Regions from separate parts of the Sus scrofa genome. Here regions 1 and 3 are each linked to region 2. The links are chromatin contacts, called in public Hi-C maps. All regions are on one chromosome and are shown on one strand. Each heading gives the region's core, a stretch centred on a gene start, on an enhancer-like site or on the middle of the called end of the contact. The rest is flanking DNA. Distances are from core to core; before and after follow the strand shown. Region 1 has its middle 220 kb from the start of ETAA1. Region 2 overlaps LOC106509797 (a long non-coding RNA gene). Region 3 has its middle 60 kb from the start of ETAA1.

The links. Hi-C and Micro-C count contacts between places; a contact is called where the count stands out from the background.
Region 1: a Hi-C map of mesenteric adipose tissue shows a contact between it and region 2, with 1.7 times the contacts expected there. The contact joins two enhancer-like sites. A contact is called at or near these places in 8 of 47 Hi-C or Micro-C datasets (embryonic fibroblasts, fetal heart ventricle, fetal skeletal muscle and 3 more).
Region 3: a Hi-C map of omental adipose tissue shows a contact between it and region 2, with 1.6 times the contacts expected there. The contact joins two enhancer-like sites. A contact is called at or near these places in 5 of 47 Hi-C or Micro-C datasets (embryonic fibroblasts, epiblast stem cells, fibroblasts and 1 more).

What each region holds. Positions count from the first base shown.
Region 1 is chr3:74,509,705-74,514,580 of Sscrofa11.1, forward strand. No RefSeq gene overlaps it. Among named protein-coding and RNA genes, the nearest start is that of ETAA1, 220 kb to the right of the region's middle. Within about 2 kb of position 2,102, at least 26 of the 83 cell types and tissues checked have an H3K27ac peak or open chromatin away from gene starts, as enhancers often do. A contact at or near this core is called in mesenteric adipose tissue and omental adipose tissue, where this site is marked.
Region 2 is chr3:75,476,392-75,480,777 of Sscrofa11.1, forward strand. The region is part of intron 1 of LOC106509797 (a long non-coding RNA gene); the gene reads right to left. It overlaps LOC110259996 (a long non-coding RNA gene), which reads left to right. Exons shown (of 2, transcript XR_002342629.1): 1 at 1-3,989; 2 at 4,076-4,386. Among named protein-coding and RNA genes, the nearest start is that of MEIS1, 150 kb to the right of the region's middle. Within about 2 kb of position 2,805, at least 14 of the 83 cell types and tissues checked have an H3K27ac peak or open chromatin away from gene starts, as enhancers often do. A contact at or near this core is called in mesenteric adipose tissue and omental adipose tissue, where this site is marked.
Region 3 is chr3:74,794,541-74,799,063 of Sscrofa11.1, forward strand. No RefSeq gene overlaps it. Among named protein-coding and RNA genes, the nearest start is that of ETAA1, 60 kb to the left of the region's middle. Within about 2 kb of position 2,876, at least 9 of the 83 cell types and tissues checked have an H3K27ac peak or open chromatin away from gene starts, as enhancers often do. A contact at or near this core is called in omental adipose tissue, where this site is marked.

The DNA.
Region 1 (4,876 bases), core at 852-3,351, 970 kb before region 2:
ATTCCCTTTTTCCAATACCACATTATTATTATTATTATTTTTCCCCTTGCAATACCCTCAAGAGCAGTATAAAAGCCAAGCAGGCTGATATGACCTCATCAGTTCACTGTCTTTCAGGAATGTGAGATTTCATTTCTTATAGGGTGACCCTATCCAAGATATAAAGGAAAATAGAAAACAGGGCTTAGAACTTGAAAGAGAAAATTTGGGTTAGGCTCTGGCTTAATGCAGTTTCCACTCTTGGAGCCAAAAGCCCTTCTAGTCAATGCACAAAGGGCGTTGCTGGAGCGGGGACAGTTGGTTTCATTACATGCTCATTGTACCACTGCATCAGGGTGTCTAGGACTTTGCCCCAACGATGAAATTAAGGGTGTTATGCTTCATTTCCTGTTTTGGAAAACAGTCTTTGGCTTAAAAAAAAAAAAGGCTAATTGCATATTGTTTTTAAAAAATGCTTTGATAATTCATCACATCATAATTAAACTAATTCGAATACTATTATTTTCCAGCAGCTTTAATGACGTCTTCCCCTTGGCAGAGAACCCGTGAGACCCCCAAATATTGCCATTTGTTACAAGATGGAGAAACTCTGATGACAAATGACTCTATTCAGCTGCATTTCGCTTAATAAGATTTATGCATTAATTGAGTTAGACTTTGTTCCCTTGAGTTCGGCAGACTTCTGAAGTTTTCCGATTTTCTACTGTGTCTCTCCTGCTCCCCACCCCCCTCTTCTCCGCGGAGAATTCTCGGCGTCTGAGTTAGAATAGGTGGAAACATTCTCCGCTTCCAGCGGAGGCTCCCCAGCTTGGTTGGAATGCTTGTCTGGTTGTAATAGAGCCTGCTTTTCGGCCAGCAACTCTTAAAATAGCTCCCTGGCTTATGAAGCAGAAAATAGAAGTTTGGGCAGACCCGTGTTGCCTTTCAGGATGTTTCTGACTGCTTGCTTTGGGGGGCACTGTTGCTCCAGCTTGAGAACCTCAGCGTGGCCCCCGTGAGTGATAGCTCTCCATTGCACAATTTTGTATCTACAGTCCTTGTCAAGTAATCATTACGAATGTTTCGTGAGGAAGGAGTTGGCTCGGAGCAGAGGTCTGGCCTCTCTCTCGGCAGAAGTGAGGGGCTGAAGGGAGGGCATTGGTCTGCCCGCGCCCCGTGGTAAAATTTTCCCCTTTGACAGTGTAATTAAGTGCTAATTAACCAAATGAGTGTAAATGTTGAAGGCTGAGATAAATATCTACATGTCCTTAATCTATTTTTCCCTTCGAAAATTTGATAAAGGAAATTTGGATTTAATGGGGGATATATGTCAAATTTTTTTTCTTTCTTTCTCTCTCTTTTTTTTTTTTTTTTTTTTTTTTAAGGTTGCAAATCTGTTTAGAGGGAACTCAGATCTACTGGTTTGGATTTCTCCAGGAAAAGTTCCCAAGGTATCAAGAGAGAAGCGGGACCATAAAATGCGGATACACTATTGCAATAATTATGTTAAGAAGGCTTAGTGGAGCTACCTTTTGGAAACATCTGGTTTGTTTCTTCTCTTTCCACATCCTGCAGATGCTGCGGAGGCCATGAAACATACCAACATTAGCTCACCAAGTCTTTCTGCTGAAGAAAGCAGAGAGTAGCCTCTTAACTTTTGAAAAAATCTAGTTAGGAAAGAATTCTGCTTTCAGAGCAGGCAGAGATTAGGCCAATAATTGAGAGGGGCCCAGGGCCTTCTAAAAGTGTCAATAGTGATCTGTTTTTGCCAAAGGGAGGCTTTGTGGAGGGGCGGCCAGAGTAATAAATGGGAATCTTTGTAATTCAAGTACGTTCTCATTACCTTCCTTGGTTAGTGATTAAAAATGGGGCTGAGGAAGGGCTGGGGAATCCACTCCCTCTGCCAGCCCGCCTTGGAGCGAAAGGTTCTTAAGCCCATGCCACTTGGCTTCTCCTCCTGGCCTCTGGAGTTCCATGTGAAACTCAGTGGCAGGTAGACTGCTCGAGTGGCCAAGGCAGGCGCCCTGGGAAGGGGGATGCATAATTGAGGGACCATCTGTGGCATGGGGCTGATGACAGCTGCGTGATGTCCTGACACTGCTGTGTCAACACCCTGGGCAGGCAGGAAAAGACAGGGGCAGGCACATGTATGCTGAGCCTCTGGGAGAACAGACGCAGGCATCCCTGAGGGGGAGGGCCTGGGGAGTTTTGAGTTTATTAAATAGGAGTTGGTTGCCTATGAGATTAACACCCTGAAATAAATGCAAAGTTAAGAAATATTTTGGCCTCCAGCCCACTTGGCAGGAGGATTAGGAACCTGGAATGGTCAGAAGGACAAAGCCTTAAAGGGCCAATGTCACATTTTGTTTCTGGCCAGCTGTGATCTCTAAATTTCCCTATCATTTACATCACTCTTTTGGGTTACGGCATCACGTGATGTGTTCAGAAGACCCACCCACCCCATTAAAATGTGTAACAGATGTTTTTCCAGCCACCAGCCTGGCAGACAAGAAGGATGCATTCATCTAAACCCATCTATGAGAACCTAGTATTTCTCAGGTTCGACTCTGAATTGTTGAACTCCAGGTACTGACATCCAGTCCTATTTGCCCTGTTTCCACTGGGGCAAAAAGGAGAAATCTCTGGGATGGCTCAGAAAAGAATCTTGCATGTTCTTCTAGGGTTTCTGGCTTCCTTCAGGTCACCGAAGGGGGTTTCTACAACTTGAGCCAAAGCCTTCCATTTCATCAGCATTTTCACATATGTTTCCACCAGGCACCCAGCTCCTGGCAGACTATTTACCCGACCGCTAGGTCAGGAGAGATCTCTGGGTGAAATCATGTAAGAGCTCTGCCTCCTCCTCGTGGAATGATTTGAGATTCCCTCTAACTGCGCCCCCTCCTCCAAAGGGTTATGCCTTCTTCTTCTGTTCTGCAGCTGGTGAGTTTCTGCTTTTAATTCTTCAACTGTATTTCCCTCTGCTCAGTGGACAGATTAAACCCAATATAATCAGTTTTTAAACCTCTTTAGGAACTTTTGACACTAAAGTAAATGCGTTTCTTAAGGAAAGAGGTTTAGCGTCATGGTCATTATTGTCATAATAATTTTTAACATTTATACCACATTTTAGGGTGAATGGCATGCTTTCCTCTCTATTATTTCTGCTGAGCCTTAAAGCAATGCTGATACAAGCAAGGTGTAAATTACAATGTTGAGGTTACAAGTGAAGAAATCAATGCTTACAGAAAGTAGAGCACTTCATTCAAGGTCATGCAGCCATGACCTGGGCTTCAACCCATTTTAAGTTCTAAGCTCAATGACTTAGAGCTTAGAACTCAGAGCATAGTGAGCCCTTATTAATAGTTTAACATGGTAGGAACTTAAAAAGATAGTCCATAGAATGGGAATGTTTTTGTAGGGCAGAGCAAGTGTGCCAAGAATGTGAGAAAGTAGGGGATTCAGACAGAAATAGAGATGTGAAGTGTAGAGCTAGTTTTTCCTGAAGTGTGTGTTGCAAGATTTCAATAGCTATATTGTCAGGAAAGGAGTTCCATAGCCAAAGAAGCCTGATAAATATTAAATTAAGAGAAGTCATGAAAATTCCTTGATGACAGCAGTCTTGGAGACTTTGACACATATCACGAATTGCCAAGGCAGGGATCAGATGTGCTATGAGCATTTGCAGAGATGTTTGACATAGGCCCCCTGCCTTTTTTTTACTGTTATTTCCCCAACATAATTTGTTTTTTCCACTGTACAGCATGGGGACCTGAGTTACCCATACATGTATACATACTTTTTTCTCCCATTATCATGCTCCGTTGTAAGAACCTAGACATCGTTTCAGTGCTACACAGCAGGATCTCATTGTTAATCCATTCCAAAAGCAATAGTTTGCATCCCTTAACTCCAAGCTCCCCTTCTTGACTGAAGCATCTCATGAGAACATCCGCATGAGATGGTCAGAAACAAGTGGTCAGAAACACCATCATGTACTTACCTAAGAAGAAGGTGAGTCAGCCAAAGGGGGGATGGTTGAGAGCTGTTCATATGTCAGAAAAAGATCTAGACATTATGTGTATTCTGCTATCTAATCACTGAATCAAAGCCTTTGATCACCTAATTTGGTAGGTTTTATGTTAAGGCCCTAAAAGGGATAAAACTGGCATGTCAGTATTCCAGATGCAAGATTTTTTTGGAAGAGAAACCAGCAAGACTGAGGGAGGTGACAGTTGAGTGAGGAGACCACATAGGAAGAAGGTGTGGGAGGACGGGTTCTCATCTTGAATGTCACTAACTAGTCTTAGGTGTGTGAGTTTGGTCAAGTCACTGTGCCATCTGGATTCTGGTTCCCTCAACTGTAAAACAAGCAGAATAGACTAAGTGGTTTCTTTTCAAAATTTAATAATTCTATAAGTAAAAGTTGTATGTTAAAGAGGGAGATAATGGCTATGTAAGGTGTTGATGGACTGGGGAGTCATTTTCTTTCAGAATGCTATGAGATGCTTGTTTAGCATTGCCAGAGGTGAAAGGTGAGAAGCCAAGCAACATCAGAAACAATTTGCCTTGAGGAACCCCCAACAAGGGTCACACCATGTTATTCCCACTATTCAAGTCAAATGACCTCAGGATTCCAATCTGAAAGCCAGAGAAGAATCACTAGTTAGCACCATTGTTGGACTTGAATGGAATACAGAAATTACCTTACCAGTGAGAGAGCAGGCTTTGGAGAAAATAGGAGGAATAAAGGTTAATCAGAAAAACTTTGAGAAGGAAGACAAAACCATCAAAAAGGCTCTGTATCAGGCTTGGCAGAGGAGTCAAAGAAATGGAGAATCATCATGAAACCAAGTTCCGGGGGAGCTCTTAGGAATGTGGAGGGAGAGAGACTGGAAGG
Region 2 (4,386 bases), core at 1,555-4,054:
GTCAGCAAATGACCGTCTTATCCGCGGAGCGGGGGAAATCGGGGGAGGGAGTATAGGGAGGGCAGGGGGAGAAAGGGGCCAAGGGGCAGTGGTAAGCCGGGGAAAGAAAACAAACAGTCCTGCGTCGCTTCCCCTTTTGTCTTTGCACTGCTTGTCTCAAGAAATCAACTTAAGCACCGCAAGCCCCACCAGGCTTGTTTTTGTTTGTTTGTGTGACTTAGATCACAGATAAACCAAATCTTTGAGTGTGTGAGAAGGAAAAGAAGCCGCGGCCGGGCCGCTGATGATGAGGGGACGATGAACTTCTCACCTTTCTTTAACTCAGAGCAACTCGTCCTTTAAAAAAATCCACGCCGCCGTGGGTGTGTATTTCACTGTTAATTGCGTTTTGCTGGGATGATCTTTTACGACTGGAAAACAAGCGGCTGGGAAAATATTCACGTTTGGGACAGAAAACATTTTTTATTTATATCTTTGACATTTAAAAGAGCAGAATTAATTTGTCCTGTCTACATTAGCATTGAGAGAAAGTTTCAGAAATCTACCCGGGGGAAGAGGACGGTGAAAAAAAAAAGAAAAAAGAAAGCGAATAAAAGAAAGGAAAAAGAAAAGCTAGGCTTGGTTTTTCTTATTTCAGATCTGTAATCAATCATTGACATAGGAGGCAGCAAAATTGTAAAGATTCGATAGATTAAAATGCAAATGAAAGGTAGAAAAAGAAACATTAACATGGCGATCAAAGATTTAATAACCGTAAATCAAGTTTTTTTTCCTCTGTTGCAGCTGCAGTTTGTGTGTGTGTTTATGTTTTAATCATGTTCTTTCTATAAATAAATAATATCTGAAACGAGACTAATTTTTCATTATTTTAACCGTGGGCTATAACACTAAATATTAAAAATAGAAAACGTACCGGATGCCAGATCCCCAACCAAATAAGAGAAAGACTTGTGTTGATTGGTTAAAATCGAGGGAGTTCATTTGTATGTTTTGAAAATCAGAGTATTATGCTAAAAAATTCTATCTCAACTGACAAAGCCCAAAGTTTTATTTTCCCTTTGATATTTTATGTTAACGACAAGACACCATTTATATTAAATATATGCGTGACTGCATATCCATTTCAGTTTGAGCCTTATCAAAGAACGAAAGTGCCAGAATATTTAAATAATACAAAACATATATTATTTCAAAGTGATCTGACAGAATTCCTGGAAAATAATACGTATTAGAAGAATCTGCCTTCTAGAGAAAAATTAAGTGATGGTTCGACAGAGTTAAAACTCTTTTTAGCTTAATATTAAAGTTCTTTTTTCTAAAGGGGAGTATTTTTGCCCTTTGTTTTTCTATCATTCGATTTAAGGTTTTATGTCAAGGTGTCAAATGATCAAGACAGTATTTTATTTAACTAGTATTAGTATCCATTTTCTCATATGGTGAAGGCTTTTCATTTAAACATTTTTATGTAAAATACTGATTTATGTGGTTTAGAAATTATTTGTAGAATATTTAAAATAAACCCCTGATCCTCATCTTTTTTTTTTTTTTTTTTTTTGTAGCTTTATTAGCATGGAAGAATTCACCTTCAGAAGATTGGAAACTTTTCTTTTTGGTTATACAGGTTTGCAACGTTAAAAGTCAATTCTTCGCTTAATTTTGTCTTTGAAGGAGTTACCCTAATTTATTGAGATGATGAATTAAAATTGTCTCCATTTCTCCTCTTTCCACAAATTAAAATGATAACCAAACTTGGCATCATTGTTTCCTTGATAAAAGCTTTCAGTTACATGTGAGCTAAGTTGAAGTCTACTCCCTCCATCCCAACCACACAAGCACAGTTTTCACTCTGACACTCCAATAATGCACTTAGTTTAAAATTACACTTGGACCTTTCCTCCTTTGTATTTTTTCATTTACTTCAGTGCAACAAGATGACTTGATTTTCTTGGGATTACATGAACTCCATTCAGTGTTACTGGGACATTTCTGCTCAACTAAATACTTGCCTTAATAGACAAATGAACTCCTTTTTATTTGCTGGAGTTTGTAGACAGTTTTAGATACAGAGCGTGCAACTGATTTAGTTATTGTTGTTGTGAGAATCGAACAGGCACAAAAGTCATTTATCTAAACCAAAGAGATATGACTCTGTAAAGGGGAGAAGCAAGGGCAGAATCATGGGGAATTATTTCAGTTTATAGCTCTTATTAATTAAACAGGGTGTGGGTTTATTCTGATCTTTTAATACCGACCTTGTTAAATGCTCCCAGATACCTTTTCCCCCCTCACCCCAATTTTTTCATTCATTAGATTACTTGGGTCCCTTACTGATGGGGGTTGCTTTTTCTACATTATATCACTGAGCAGTTACAGTGTAAAATCACATGCATCCTCAGACCGCCTTACCGGACCGGGGGTGGGGGTGGGGGGCAGAAAGAAAGAAAAAAATGCTTTTCCCATTCAATTTTAGAGTCTTGTTTCGTTGAAATGCAAGACAGGTACTTGATTTAGCATTTAAGCAAAAGGTTACACAAACCGCGTTTTAAAAAGTGTTGGGATGTCCGACAGGGTCAGACCCAGATCAGATCATTTTTTGAATGCAGACCTAAAGATAATGAGTACTTGTTGTATTAAAGGGGACAAACAGTACTTTGGCTTCCTCTGACCCCAGAATGCACGGCTCGGTTTCATTGATCATCCTCCTTTATGAGATAATGCAATTACAAACATCAATAAGGGGCTGCAAGGGGAATCATTATGCTGTGACAGTGATAAATGACGGTGCAGAAATAGCATGCTTTTTCCCCCCTAACAATCCAGGAGCCCAGGGGCTCCGGGGACTGAACACAGTCGCCAAGGAAACAGATGACATCCCAAACGGCACCAAAGGAAAAAAAATGAACAGTCTTTCTTTGCCTTTCACTCTTTTCCGTCTTCCAAAGAGTTAGTTTTGGCTCTAGCAGCAGCTGCCACACAGGCATTTCGTTATTTCAGACATTAAAGACTGGAGCGAGCGGTGGGAGTCTCCTCCTCTTCCATCCCCACCCCCACTAGATAACACACAAAGCTCGCTGTTCACTCTTTAGGACTACCTGAAAATGCACGTCTTGAAAATCAGATGGGGGGAGGGCGCGGGAAAGTGGGTTTACACACCACTGCGTTGTGTTTTCCCCGCTTTCACGATTGTCCGGTGGAAACTGAGTCTCCAGAACAAGCTGGCGCCTCGTGGGTCGGCCAGTAAGGAAGGGGGCGCGTGGCTCACCTCCATCTCCCCGCAGTGCCAGACACTGCTCGATGCCAAGGGGATGGGAGGTGTTGCGGGGGAGGATAGTGGGGGGGGGATGGGGAGCAGGCGGCTGCGAGGGGTGTTTGCCGCTTCGCTGGCTTTCTTTGAGATGGAAGTATCATTGGGCACAGGGATCTCTCCTAGATGGAGGAATCGGGTTGTTTAAAGCCCCAGGGTGCCCTCAGCAAGTAGCTTCAAGAGGGCTTCGCTAAGCGATCCCCATCCACAGAGGTCAAGGCTGGTGGGTGAAGCAGGCGGGAACGAAAAGGTGATGGGTTACCCGGACCTGCGGCTGCGGGGAGAGGTCAGGGTGGGGGGACAGCCAGGGGACTCTTGGAAGGGAAGGGGCGCTCGCCACTTTGGGGAAAGGAGCAGGAAGAAAACGCGGAGGTGAGAGGGGGCCCCCAAGAAGAAAATAGAAGGGAGGGGAGGAAGAAAGTCGACGAGGGCAATCCCACCCTTCGAGAAGGTCGCCAACCCGAAGACAGCAGGCACAGGCTTCCCTGACCCCTGCGGGAAACGCTCCAGCTTGGAGCGCGGGACCCCTGCGCATTCCGCCCTGCCACGGAGGAGCCGGCCGGGCGGATGCGGGAGCAGGTGACTTTATTCACTGCTTCCCCAATCGGCGAGGTCCCGGGACTCGTTTTCCAACTGGATATAAAGATCATTGCTCACGTAATGAACTTAATGCTTTAGAGTAGAGGTGAGTGTGTCTGTGAGTGGGCAGGGGTAGGAATTACCGACCCGATCGATGGGAGACTGGCTTAAAACTAAATCCCTTTTCTCCAGGGTTTCAGCGCCTGGGCTTCCCCTCGCTGGATTGAGCTCTCCGGGCAGTGCGCGGAGGAGCGACCTTCGGGCGCGGCCCGCCAAAATTGGGACCATAAAATGCATCTCATCTCTTTACCAAGACCCCCAGGATACCCGTTTTTAAGGCAAAGACTCTAGAAAGCTCAGATGTTGGCGCACAGGTTGCTCAATATGTTGTTTGTTTTCTCTTTCAGCTCCGCCTTGGGAGAGACTGTTGTAGACTCCTTAGTGGGCAGATTGGGCCAAAATGAGACACACACACACACCCCCCGCAACTTTCGCCATTAGCG
Region 3 (4,523 bases), core at 1,626-4,125, 680 kb before region 2:
CTCTCCTGCCTCTGTCCACAGGTTCCCTCCTCCCTTTTCCCCATGGACTTGAACTTGGGAAATCATAGAGTAAAGCAGCACTGACATTAATAAACCAAGTGTCTTCAAATGAATAGCTATGACTATTTTCTGTATTATATGGTTATCCAAGCCTGACACACATTGAGTGATCTGGGTCCTGAAGCAAGCAAAATCAATTTTATTTAAACTACAACACATAGCATCTCTGGTGTTCCTCGCAGCTAAGAAATCACTGTGCTTTTATTCTTAAAATAACAGGTATTTGGTTAGAACTATTGATTGTCTTCAGTTTGATTACCTCAGCAGATTGATGTGCCATCCATTAGAAATGGGAGCGTGGGGATAGTGCACCACCGGGGCACACGGAGCGGCTGGGCTGACTGCGTGCTCAGGCACCACTGCGCCACGGGTCACTTTTGGATGTGCAGCCTCACCTGGTCGGAGGTGAGCAGGGGTGGGGGGATGGGGTGGGAGGTGTGGCAGGGCGGTGGATGAGAGGATAATGTATTATCACTCAGTGACCCATCCCTTGTTCCACAAAGGGTCCGCGTTACCACAGAAAGACCTCTTTTGTTTTCCCTCCACGTCCCATGATTGCGTTTGATATTACTCACCTCAACTCCGTATTTATCAGGTCAGATGCTCCTGTGAATCCCAGGGAGAAAGGGGAACATCTATTCTTTGGTTTCACGGACACCATATTGAGCAAAAACCGAAACTGATTCTCCTCCCTTGCCCTTCCTTTTTCTCTTGCTCCTCTTTCTCCTTCTCCTGCTCTTCTTTTCTTCTCCTTTTATGAAACATCTATTTGGGGGCCAGAACTTAGTGAAGCTGCTGAGTCAGTCAAGGCAGTAAATCGAACTGGTCCCTTTTGCCTCTCGAAAATATGAAAGCATCCTTCTGCCGCTGAGCTGGCACCCATGGCGGGATCAAATGCTACTGCTAACGGAAAGGCAGGAAGTACATTATCACTTCAGGACTGTCATTACCAGAGGGTTTCACTGTGAACTAGAGCATTCGGGGGAAAGCAGGCAGGAGGGAACCCGTGGTGGGCAGGGTGCGAGGGGGGAGTTAGAGGAGGGGAGGAGAAAAAAAAGCAAGTTTTATTTTTTATTTTTATAAGAGGCTGATCTGATGATGGCACTGAGTTGAGGAATCATCTTGAATGTAGAACCTATACTGCTTTTATTTGAAAGGTGAATTAGATGGCCACCTCCTTCCATTACCTTGTAGGTACATATTTGGCAAAACACAATCTCAGCCCCCCTCCCCCAACTCATAGTTTCAGCTAATCATTCATGTGCTTCTTAAACCTGTCAAGGCAAGATCTCCTATTTAGTTATAAACCTAAAGCTGTATGTTTTGTTTCAGGGAAATCCCAAAGAGAACAGTTCATTTTATTTTTTCTTGCTGCTTGGAGAAGAAACCCATCTTCAGACATTTGTTTTCCCTCCTTGGTATATACATTTTTTAATTTGTTTAAGGGAATAACTTTAATATCCTAAATTACAGCAATAAAATAGCTAAAGATATGAATATGCTTTAGACTTTTTAACTCCGTTCGTAATACAAGTGACGAGTGCTGTATGTAGGTAGTGCTATCAGCATCTTATAACCAGAATTTGCTATCGGCCAAGGAGAAAAGTTCAGAATCTTAGGTTTTGCCTTCTTCATTCCTTTATATCCAGGTTGCTTAGCTCAGACACTGATAGTAGTTATAATATTTTTATCTGTTTCTTTGAAGACTGTTTTCCATCTGGATTCTGTTGGGCAGCATATTGAATAAGCAGATCTCTAATGAGTTTAAAGTCAGCTAGTTAGTTCCTGGATGTGTAGCAGGCCCCTTGTTAATCTGGTTATGTATAGCAGGTTCCTCACTCTCCCTGTTTGTACCCTCCACCCTGCCTACACTAAGGTTTTTAATTGTATTGCGGAACATTCCACCTCTTCGCAGCAGAGAAATCATGATCGTTATTTCCTAAAAGCAACTGTGGCAACAGTAATTCGAAGCATAGTGTAATAGAGAAAGCAAACAGGCTGGAATAGTTACTCTCCTGTTCCCTACAGGACCATCTGTTTTCCCAACAACAACAAAAAAAATCTAGTGCTTCCTTGAGTTATTTTTTAAAGGGCTTAAGCAATCATTCAGGTAATCAGACTTCATTGCTGTGAAATTTCATCAAAGTGTACTCAATCCTTGAACTCATATCTGGGTCCATTTTGCCAATCAGATAAAACTTCCCAGGCTTTTTCCTAGAGGCATGAGGGTTAACTTGATCTTATTGCATTGCAAAAGATTTTGTGCTACAAACCATTTTTCATAAAAGCTATTTGTTGTGTTAGGAGAACTCCACAGACAGGCTCCTTGTTAGACTGGATTAGGGGGTGGTGGGAAGGCTTGTTCTGCTTTGTCACTTTGGATGAAATGAAAGTTCTTAGAAATGTTTACAAGTTAGCCACAGACCAAATGAAGAGGCCAAAAAAAAAAAAAAATTATACAAGAGAAATTATCATTATCGTCTCAGTGAGTAAAAATGTTATTTCTCATGAACAGACAAACAATTGCTTAAAAAAAGAAAAAGCCCAAGAAAATCCCTGAGTTTGAAAATCCCTGAGTTTGAAGCACTAAATTCATTTGTCTTAAGCTTATAGTTTGCTTTTTAATTTTTACTTCTTTTTTTTTTTTTTTTTTTTTTTTTTTGGCCTACAGGGTAAAGCCAACTGACTTCTTTCTTTTTCCCTTTGTAGAGGTCAGCCACCCAACACACAGGCCCACTCAGGTCCACTCAGGTCCACACCAGTGCAAACAGCCTTTGCATCAAAAAAGCACTAGGTGGTGCCCATTTTCTTTGCCGGTGAAAGAGCTGAATTTCCCCAAGGGAGACACTTCAGGGAAGTTCATCAGCCCCCAGCCCTGTCGAGTGCAGTCTCCTCCTCTAACAGATGACCAGGAGCATGGTGTCACACTCTGTCATTTTCTTAAAGCATCCTGGGGCTTGCCTGTTTTAGGCCAGAACTTTGGTTTAGGGAGGCAGTGTTTTTAAATGTGAACGTAGAAGTGGAGGGCTGGTGGTGGCAAAAAAGCTTTGAATATTCCCTTTGAAAATGAAAGATAAGAGGAATAAAGGCTATAACCCTGCCATCTGTATCTCTCAAAAGTCATGCTCTAATATCTTTGCCAAAGCCTTCCTCCCGTCAGATCATCTGGACCGTGCAGTCTACATGCTAGTTTAATTTTTTTCCCATTTTTTTACCCCGTCATCAAGCTATAAAAATAATAAAAAGAAATAACATTCCTCTTCAATTTCAATTTGCATCCCTATGCACATAATTCTTGGTCAGATGAAATCTGGTTGAACTGGAAATTTTGCATGCCCGTGTTCACCCCCATACCTATCATTTGAAGAGGTGGCTTTATACCACTGGGTTTATTCCTTAGGAAAAAAAAAATCTTATTAGGCACGCTTAACAGATTGTTGCTTTGGGTGCAAGGAACACAAATAACTGGCTAAGAAGATGTTTTCTGCAGGATGATTTTATCCAGGTGATACGGTCATCAGATTTGTTTTAGAATTTAAAAGAATTTTAAAAGTTTTTGTTCTTGTAAAGAGCTGCCAGCAGCTATGGGGTGTGATCAGACTCTTGCCACAAAATGAAAAGAAGAGGAGAAATCCATCGATTTTTTTTTCTAGTTGAAATAAGTAAAATGATTATTTACGACCAATTCTCTGAAAGTTGGCCGAAAGGCATTAGTTTGTTCAAATATGTTTATTTAGTTTTAAAGGACAAGAAAATAGTTCATGAATGTCAAAAAGGAGATGCTTGTAGGAAAACCAGAATCCTGTTTCCTAGTTGGTGACTCATACTCCAAAATAAAGGGAAAATAAAGACAGTGAATAGTTTGAAAAAGTTAAACTAAGAAAAAAGCTTTATTATGAAACTACAAGAATTATTTCTGTGCTCTAGCTGCCCAGTCATATGTCATGACATGTGGCGGGTTGACTGCTCATTAATTCTATTTATATCAGTATGATAATCCACCCCACTGAGTACACATGTGTTAAAATATTCATAAATTATGTTTATTGCGAACAAATATACATTAAATGCCAAAAGAAGACCATTATTTAAAGACAAAACTAGTCAACAATCAAACAAGCATAGCTTTTTAACTGTCAGTCCAGTATATTATGTTTTATCAAATTCACATTAATTGCTTCTCCTTCCAGTATCTCACAGAGAATGTTTATCTTTTGTTTTAAAACTGTACAAATGAAATAGATTTCACTAAAGGGATAGATTTGGAAAACAAAAGCTGTTATGTTATCTCAGGCCAATAATAACATCAAATGGACAAAACCATCTAAAGAGAAATGTATGGCTTGTTAGAAATATGTCATTTGAACCCTAATAAAACTTGAATTGAATTTGAGGGTGCTTCGTAAAATCAAAGACCAAAATAAGCAAATCGGGTAAGTTCTTGATTAAAAGCTGCAAATAAC